Linked DNA regions of Mus musculus: region 1 is linked to region 2. Evidence: chromatin contacts called from public Hi-C data. All regions are on one chromosome and are shown on one strand. The core of a region is the stretch at or near the end of the contact, and the rest is flanking DNA. Distances in the headings are between cores, read along the strand shown. Region 1 has its middle 17 kb from the start of Wnt7b. Region 2 overlaps Prr5 (proline rich 5 (renal)).

Region 1 (4,332 bases), core at 1,514-4,013, 900 kb after region 2:
CAAGCACAATGCCTCTGTTCAACTGCATTCCACTCAGACTTGAACCATCTCTCCACATGCAGGGTACCCTGGTTGCCTTAGTTAGGGTTCTACTGCTGTGAACAGACACTATAACCAAGGCAACTCTTTTTTTTTTTCTAAGATTTATTTTATATATATGAGTACACCATTGCTCTCTTCAGACACACCAGAAGAGGGCATCAGACCCCATTGCAGATGGTTGTGAGCCACCATGGGAATTGAACTCAGGACCTTTGGAAGAGCAGTCAGAGCTCTTAACCACTGAGCCATCTCTCCAGCCCCCAAGGCAACTCTTATAAAGGACAACATTTAATTGGGGCTGGCTTACAGGTTCAGAGTTCACTCCATTATCATCAAGGTGAGAGCATGACAGTGTCTAGGCAGGCATGGGACAGGAGGAGCTGAGAGTTCTATATCTTCATCTGAAGTCTGCTAGCAGAATACTGGCTTCCAGGCCGCTAGGATGAGTTCACACCCATAGTGACATACCTTCTCCAACAAGGCCACACCTCCTAATAGTGTCACTCCCTGGGCTGAGCAGAGACACACCACTACACTTGTCTTCCTCACCAGATAGGCAGTTAGACACATAGGGGTCCCTCGGGAGCTGGTCTATGTAGCTCATTGGCAGAGCACTTGCCTAGCCTGCGTGAGGCTTTCAGTTCAATCCCCACTACTGCCACAGGTGCAAACACAAGAAAAGTGAAGTGTGACATGCAAGAGCTTACAGGGGGCCTGAGTGGCACTTAGTGGACTCTGAGTTAATCAAGCAAATCTTCACTCCTACAAGTGTGGACAGCTGGTGTTGCTGCTTGGCCAATGAGTTATCAATGCAAATACTTTATGGTATGGGGGATTTCGGTGTCTGTGTGTATGTGGTATGTGTGTGGTGTGGTGTGTGTGAGAGAGAGGTAGTGTATGTGGTGTATGTGTTTGTGTGGTGTATGTGTGTGTGTGTATGTGTGTGTGTGTCTGTGTGTGGTATAGTATGTGTAATATTGTGTGAGGTGTGGTATTTGTGTGTGTGTGTATTGTATGTGTCTGTGTTGTGGTATAGTGTGGTGTGTGTATGATATGTGGTGTGTGTGGTGTATGTGGTGTGCTGCGTATGTGGTATAGTGTATGTGGTGTGTATGGTGTGAATGTATGTGCTGTGTATGGTGTATGTTATGTGTTGTGGTGTGTGTGTGATATGTTTGGGGTGTGTTTCCTGCATATATACCTGTGTACAATGTACCTGTAATGCCCATGAAGGCCAGAAGAGGGCATTGATCTCTAGGGACTGGAGTTGCAGACAATTGTGAAGAGCCATATGGAAGTTGGGAATTGAACCCACGTCCTCTGGAAGAGCAGCCAATGTTCTTAACCACAAAACTATCTCTGTAGTTCATGAAGCAATAAATCTGTTGACCAGATTTGTCTGACGGAAGCAGCCATCTTTAGGGCCTTTCCTGGTGGATGTTTTATAATCAGGAGAAATGGACGCAGACTCCTGAAGCCCACACTGCCCACTGTGCCTCTGGCTCCTGGAGGAGGCTGGGGAAGGAACTCTCAGAGGTGCCACTCTCCTCTTCAGGGGAGAGTATGGACACGCTTCTGGCTTTTCAACAGCCAGGCTGGCTGTGGCCAGAAGCCATTGTCCTTTGGAGATGCCATGGAAACTGACAACAGCTGGTCCCTGAGAGCCTGAGGAGATGCACATGGCTAGAGATGGGGTTCTCACTTCTCAGTGCCGAGCTCCAAGAGTGAGCCAGGCAGGTCCGGTGAGAGAAGTCTGGCTTCGAGGGACAAAGGTGAGCTTGGCCAACACAGAGGACCTACATAGCGAGAATTTGGGCTTCTTTAAAAACCCACTTGTGTAATGTGATTATGTTTTTGTTTTAATCCCAGGTGTGGGATATGGGTCTGCGTCAGATTGTCCAAGGATGAGGCCACAAGTGCGCACTATGATAAAGCCAGGCTATGTGAAACTGCTGCTTTGAACTTATAATGAGCTTACAGAGTGAAGCGCTGCTTTGAACTTACTATCAACATCCTTCTGTAACTCCCCTTTTGTGTGATATTTGATCTATGAGGTAATTTTATAAAGAACTTTTGTCTAAGACAGTATAGGAAGGCCAGAGCAAAGGAATGAAGTGTGACATCCTCTGCTTCCTGGCTTACAGCTCCCCGTGGCTTGCTCGGCCTCCTTTCCTATAGAATCCAGGACCAGCCCCACCCCCAATGAATCAATCACTAAGTATGAAAATGCCCCCATAGGTTTGCCTGTAGCCCTTTACAGAGACATTTTCTCAATTGAGGTTCCCTCCTCTCTGGTGACTCCAGCTTGGGTCAAGTTGACATAAAACTATCCAGCACAGGCAGTGATGGTGATGACGATGATAGTGGTGATGATGATGGTGGTGGTGATGATGATGATGGTGGCGGTGATAAGGAAGATAGTCGCAGGGCTTTTGAGAATGAGATGGTTGGCAATGTCTTCTGTGGAGTCCAGTTTGCAAACTGTCCTCACCATATCATAGTCCCTGGGAAAGAGCCACAGCTTGGACCCATTTTCCATGGAAGTCATGGGGACAGTTGGTGATCTCAGGCAGCTCCAGCTCCTGGCCAGTCAGTCCCCACCCTGTGGTCCTCCAAATGTCCTTGACCTTCAGGAATTTGCCCAGTTCTGGATTCCTTCTCTATGGCCTGACAACTCCCAGTAGCTCCACCAGAGGGCGCTCTGTAGCCGGGAATGGGCACACTGGGTCCTAACCATGAAGCTGGACCACACTCCTGATACAGAGGGGAAGGGGCAGATTTTGGACTCTCGAGGGGCCTGGCTGCCAGGCCAAAGGCTGTGTGGCTTTTGCCTCTGTGGCATCGTGCTTTCCTGAAGGCTCTAGGGATGACTCATGGGGACCAGATTGGTGCTGGCTTGTAAAGATATCAGAAACGGGGATGAATCACCGTGAACAGTGATAGGGTGCGTATTTGAAGCTACAGCCCTGGGGACCAAGGGGTCTGTACGCTGTGACGTCACCCCCTGAGGTTCAGGGTGCTGGAATGGGAACATCAGTGGCCAACCCAGCCCCCAGGTGGCCACCAAGGAACTGGCGATCCATATAATTGTCTCCAGACACTTGGCTCACCCAGGTCCCTTTGGCTGCTGTGAGCCTGGGTACTCATGAATCTAATCCAGGCCTTACTGTCAATCCTCCAAGACTCAGGTCTGGAAGTGGGTTTGCAGGTAAGATAGTCGTGCTCTGCCATGCTGACCTTTCCGAGGGGGTTACCTGTGTGGCCATTCCACAGCCTTGTAGTGTCCTGTGAGGGTCACCCTCCTTCCTCTCCCCTGCTAGCTTCTTTTCTTTCTGTGACGTTTTATTACTACTGTTGGGCCATCGCTGTTGCTATTATAACATCCATGTGCGTGGCAAGCGGTCCGTCAGTCACTAGGCTCCACCCCTCTGTAAGGCTGGGCAAGTGGACTGCATTCTTTCCTTGAGTTCATTGTCAGGGTTTGAGGGAAGACCCTGCAGCCAGCCAGAGGAGGGGGGAGGCAGAGATGGGCCCCCACTGGGGAGGGCAGGCCTGGCAGGGAGGAGCCAGCACACTCAGGAAACAACTTATTCAGCAATCTGTCAGTCCTCTGTGAGGACCTACTAAGTGCATGGGTTTTATGCTAAGACCTAGGAAGGGTAGGGTCTGTCCTTCCGGGGTATTTATGAGGGACGGGGAGACAAACAGGCAAGCACTGCGGCTATGAGATGAGGGATGTGGGCTCAGGAGAGGTGGGAGGAGACAGGAGAGGGGCGGGGCCTGTAGGAAGGACAGACAGCATCTGAACAGGAACGCCTGACCGGAAGGGACGCTGTCAGGAAGGGCAGGAGGGCGGGTAGAGAAGAGTGTGGACCCTGGAGTAGACCTGGGTGGCACAATCTCAACAGATCTACAGTGCCAAGGACACAGCCATGCAAGGGCACCATGGTAGGGAAGGCTTGCCCAGTCTGAGGCCAAGGCTACCAAAAGAAAAGAAAGTCCAAGCCAAGATTCTCTGACCCCCTCTTACTTTCTTCCACCCCCCTCCCACAAGGCAGTGCTCCAGAGTCCCAACGGGTTCAAGGCTGGAGGAATCAGTTTGAGTCACCCGAGAGGCTCCTCCCCCTGGAATCTGAAGTTCTAAATCCCAGTGCCTGGGCAGTGGGTTCACTCGGGGACACAGTGGCTCCTCTTCTGTGCTCTGTCTTCCTGTGGGGCTGGGGGGGATGGATGGTCCTGGCCCCGGGCCACCCGCCAACACATTGTCTGCTAGTCTGGCCGGAAGCAGCT
Region 2 (4,510 bases), core at 577-3,076:
TAGTGTAGGGGTTGTAGGGTCCAAGGGCTGCCCTGGGTCGGAGGCTTATGTCACCTTGGAATGAAGCCAAGTACAACCCCGTGAGTGGGATTTCCATAGACTGCATCAAGTCTAGCAGGGTGAGTGTGCAGGGAATTGGGAGAGTTGGAAAGTCAGGTCTCTGTGGTCCTGGGTCCTGGGATTCCACTGAAGGAGGTGATCAAGGCCAGAGCAGTGCTGCCCCCTGCTGGTTAGTGCGTGTCCTGCCACTTCCCAGCTCTTCTGCTAGAGTTCCAGCATAGCCTCTATACCACAGTGGCTGGTGGCTGGCTTCCGTTCTCCCATCTGCCACCTCTCTCAAGACTGAGTGGCTATTCCCTAAGGCCTCTATGAGCTTGCCGCCTGACCTCACCTTGGTCCCCAGGTGAATCCAGCCCCCACTGTTTTAAGTCTTGAGTTGCTTTGAGGTCTTGGCTGCCAGTCAGTGTGTATTAAGGACCTACTGTGTGCCCCTGACTCACTCCTAGGATCACAGCTCCTGCTGGGGGTCCAAATGATGGGGTGCCGGTCCCATTTAACAGCCACATGTGAGTTAATATAGATGAGAAAGTCCTCTTATTTCTCCCTTGTACCGTGGTGGGTGGGGGAGATGTGGCTTCATAAATTTACAGAAGTGGAATGGTGTCACACACCTGCAGTCCCAGCCCTCAAGAGTCAGAGACAGGAGGATCTCACATTGAAGGCAGCCAGGGACACATAATGAGACTTTATCTCAAAAAGCTCATGGGCTGGGGACCCAGCTAACCTGTCTAGCAGCCTCTCCTGGGTAGTACCAACTGTCTCTCAAAGGACCACCCAGGTCCTCCAGCACACCAGGGCTCTGTGACTTTAGTATAAATCACCTTATGTGGCTATAAGGGAGCCTAGCCTCCTGCCTGGGACTCCACCTGGGGAAGTGGGGAAGAGACAAGCTCCTGATGGACCAGGGTGTTTGACACCCCCCATTCCCTTGCAGGGGGTACATGAGTCCAGGGGTGTGACTGAAGACTATCTGCGCCTCGAGACACTGATTCAGAAGGTGGTGTCGCCGTACCTGGGCACCTATGGTCTCTATTCCAATGAAGGACCTTGTACCCATTCCTGTATCCTCGGTAGGTATTGACTAGGGCTGGGGCCACAGTGTTGGCAAAACCAGGATCCCACAGGGGACTAACTACAGTCACACAGAATGTCTGTTCCCTGCACCTGTCTAGCCTTGCTGTGTGTAGATGTGGACCTTCAGGGTAGACGGGGTATTGGAGGGTATCGGGCAACTCCCAGAACAGTGATGGCTCTCCACAGAGACCCGCCATGCGAAGAGCCTCCATCATCCCTGTGCTAGCTCAGAAAGGAATACAGAGAAAGTAGGCCCTAGAGAGCCTGCTGGGTCCCTCAAAAGCCTGCCGTGTCCTCCCTGTTCATTCAGGAATGTCCCTTGGGCACTTGCTGTGTACCAGCCCAGAGACCAAGCCCAGCCTTCCTTCATAGCTTTGGCCTAGCAGGAAAGATGGGTCAGTGAGCCCCCAATGGTAATCCCTGGGCTACAGAAGCGGATGCAGACTGGATCATAGGAAGAGGCCAGATAGGGTCACTTGGAAGGCTCCCCATCATTAGGGCTGCTACCTGGGGTATAAAGCCCTAGTACTGGGTGTCTTCCAGCTCAAACAAGTTAGAACTGGGGAACTTCACACCTCCCAGGACCTGTTTGGCTGTAGACACTTACCTGGCAACCAACCCCTCCTGATCCAGGGAGGCACTCTGACAGAGCTTGTTGTACTCAAGAGTGCCGCCTCATGGAGACTATTAGGCATTGCAGGGTCCTGCATAGAAGCCTTTCTTCTACATGGCCAATGGAATTTGGCTCTGTCCTCACTCTCTATTCTGCCAACGAGGCCTGTAAACAGCCGCTTCATAGCACTGCCTCGCCTCATCCTGCAGCTCCTCCATGCAGGCTTGTGCCCTGGGTGCCCAGTCTCACCTAGAAAAGCACTGGTGCCTCAGATCCATAGGCTTCACGGGGGAGAAAAATAAGACACGGATCTATGACTGACAAGGGGTCATTCACAGGTCAGACAGCTTACAGATTTGAACCTGGGCAGCCGAGGTCCCACGGTCTGTTCAGGCCAAGGCTGGGAATGTTAAAAGTTCTCCAGCTAAGGCAGGGAGCTCATACCCCTCCTTAGCAGGCAGGCTGGGAGTGGCCAGTGAGCCTTTTATTGGGTGTCCCTTTTGTGGATTAGATGCTTGACCAGAAGGTGGGACTTGGATGCTCAGAGGACACGTGGGCTGGCACCCACCATCTTAGTGTATGACTGTGTCTGTTCCTGCAGAGAAACGATTCCTACGCCGCTCCCGCTCTGGGGATATCCTAGCCAAGAACCCAGTGGTGCGCTCCAAAAGCTACAACACTCCCCTGCTCAATCCTGTGGCCGAGCATGAAGCAGAAGGCACAGCAGCCAGCGGCACGAGCATCCGCAGACACTCAGTCTCCGAGATGACATCTTGTCCGGAGCCCCAGGGCTTTGTGGACACGCCTGGCCAGGGCCCTTCGGGGACCTTCCGGTCTTCTCCAACACCCCACTCAGGGCCTTGCCCCAGCAGACTATACCCCCCTGCCCATTCCCCGGAACAGGGCCCAGGCCATGGCTCCCCATCCACCTCCAGCCCAGAGACTCTTGTGGACCAGATCCTGGAGTCCGCGGACTCAGACTCGGAAGGGATATTCATTGACTTTGGGCGGGGAAGTCGCTCCAGTGTGTCTGACTTTGAGGCACCGGGAGGCCGGCCAAGTGTTGTGTGATGGCCTGAGACTAGTTCATGTTTTTACTGAGCCCTGTGTGTTTGCGTGCCTGTGTATGTGTGTATGTGTGTGTGTGTGTGTGTGTGTGTGTGTGTGTGTGTGTGTGTGTGTGTGTGTGAGAGAGAGACTTGTTACTCTTGCCAGCCCCCGTCACTGCCTCAAGTCACTTTATACTCCCAGTCTGTTGGAAAACCCATCCACCACCCCTGCTCACCCGGACTGATTGGGACCCCCAGTTGGCACTGCCCAGATGCATACTCAACCACCTGGAGGATGGATGGGGTCACCATGTGCCCTCCTGCCCACCCCACCCTTGGTGCCCACACTTACCCAGGAAAATGTGAAACCAGCGGGCTCTGCCTATGCCAGCCCAGCCTGGCCTCCGGAGTGACGGGACTCAAGCCACAGTCAGACCTGCCTGCCTGCCTCCCTCTGCTCTGGGTGGCCACAAAATAGGAAGGCATGAAATAAATTTACAGCCCCAGACTCCTGTCTGCCCCCTGGTGTCCTTCTGGGACCTCCCCCCACCCACCCAACCACCCAACTTCCCTGACTTCGCTTTCCTGTCAGTCGCATTCCCAGGCTGGGGCCAAGGCCGCTTGTTCTTAGGTCCAGTGTTGCTATGTCATCTTTTTTTGTTTGTTTGTTTTTTTTGAGACAGGGTTTCTCTGTATAGCCCTAGCTGTCCTGGAACTCACTTTGTAGACCAGGCTGGCCTTGAACTCAGAAATCCTCCTGCCTCTTCCTCCCAAGTGCTGGGATCAAAGGCGTGCGCTACCATGCCTGGCTATTGCTATGTCATCTTAATGGAAGGGCCTAGAGCACATAAGGATGTCCCGAGACCTTAATGAGTGATACTTAAGCCTAAGACGAACCCTGAGAGTCCCTGGTCCTGGCCCTGGCATAGGCATTGACCCCATGCAGCCAGGAACAGAAAGGGGTCACGAGATCTACTGATCCTGCTCTTTGTTTGGTAAGAGTGGGAAATCGGGCAGAGGCAGAGGCAGGATGGCCAGATCTGGCCCAAAAATAGGACAGGAGGCAGCTATTTATGCTTGTGGGCCCATGGGATCTGCTGGAGATAGAGGATGGAAAAGCTCCTCCCAACCCTGAGTGGGAGAAACAACCTGTTCCAGCCGGGGGTGGCCCGCTCGAGCTTCAGTGTTCCCTCTAAGAGCACATGGTCACCTCACAGGGTGTCTTAGGGTTACTGTGCTGTGATAAGGAAGTCAAGGCAAGAGCTTGGAGGCAGGAGCTGATGCAGAGGCTGTGGGATTGCTGCTTGTTCTCCATGGCTTGTTCAGCCTGTTCCCTTTGTCTTGTTCTGAAACAGGGTCTCTCAACATAGCCTGGCTGTTCTGGAACTCACTACGTATACTACGTATACTAGGCTGGCCTCTGGCAACTCATGGAGATCTGCCTGCCTTGCCTCCTGAGTGCTAGCTAGGATTAGAGGCCTGTCCCACCACACCAGGTCCAGCCTGTGTTCTTATAAAACCCAGGACCACGAGCCCAGGGTTGACCCTACCCACAATGGGCTTGGCCCTCACACATCACACACCAATTAAGAAAATGCCCTACAGGCCTGTCTGCAGCTCTAGCTTATGAAACACTTTGTCAATTGAGGTTCCCTCATCTCGGATGACTCTAGCCCGTGTCAAGCTGACATAAAACTGGGCAGCACGCAAGTGC

Evidence for each region. A called contact is a pair of places that touch in the nucleus more often than the background predicts.
Region 1: a Hi-C map of muscle stem cells shows a contact between it and region 2, with 3 times the contacts expected there. The contact joins two enhancer-like sites. A contact is called at or near these places in 1 of 484 Hi-C or Micro-C datasets (muscle stem cells) and 1 of 9 other capture datasets (liver).

What each region holds. Positions count from the first base shown.
Region 1 is chr15:85,596,323-85,600,654 of GRCm38.p6, forward strand. No RefSeq gene overlaps it. Among named protein-coding and RNA genes, the nearest start is that of Wnt7b, 17 kb to the left of the region's middle. Within about 2 kb of position 2,764, at least 139 of the 459 cell types and tissues checked have an H3K27ac peak or open chromatin away from gene starts, as enhancers often do. A contact at or near this core is called in muscle stem cells, where this site is marked.
Region 2 is chr15:84,700,370-84,704,879 of GRCm38.p6, forward strand. Prr5 (proline rich 5 (renal)) reads left to right here. Exons shown (of 8, transcript NM_146061.4): 7 at 995-1,130; 8 at 2,349-3,304. The coding sequence ends at 2,818. Among named protein-coding and RNA genes, the nearest start is that of Gm41374, 11 kb to the right of the region's middle. Within about 2 kb of position 1,827, at least 17 of the 459 cell types and tissues checked have an H3K27ac peak or open chromatin away from gene starts, as enhancers often do. A contact at or near this core is called in muscle stem cells, where this site is marked.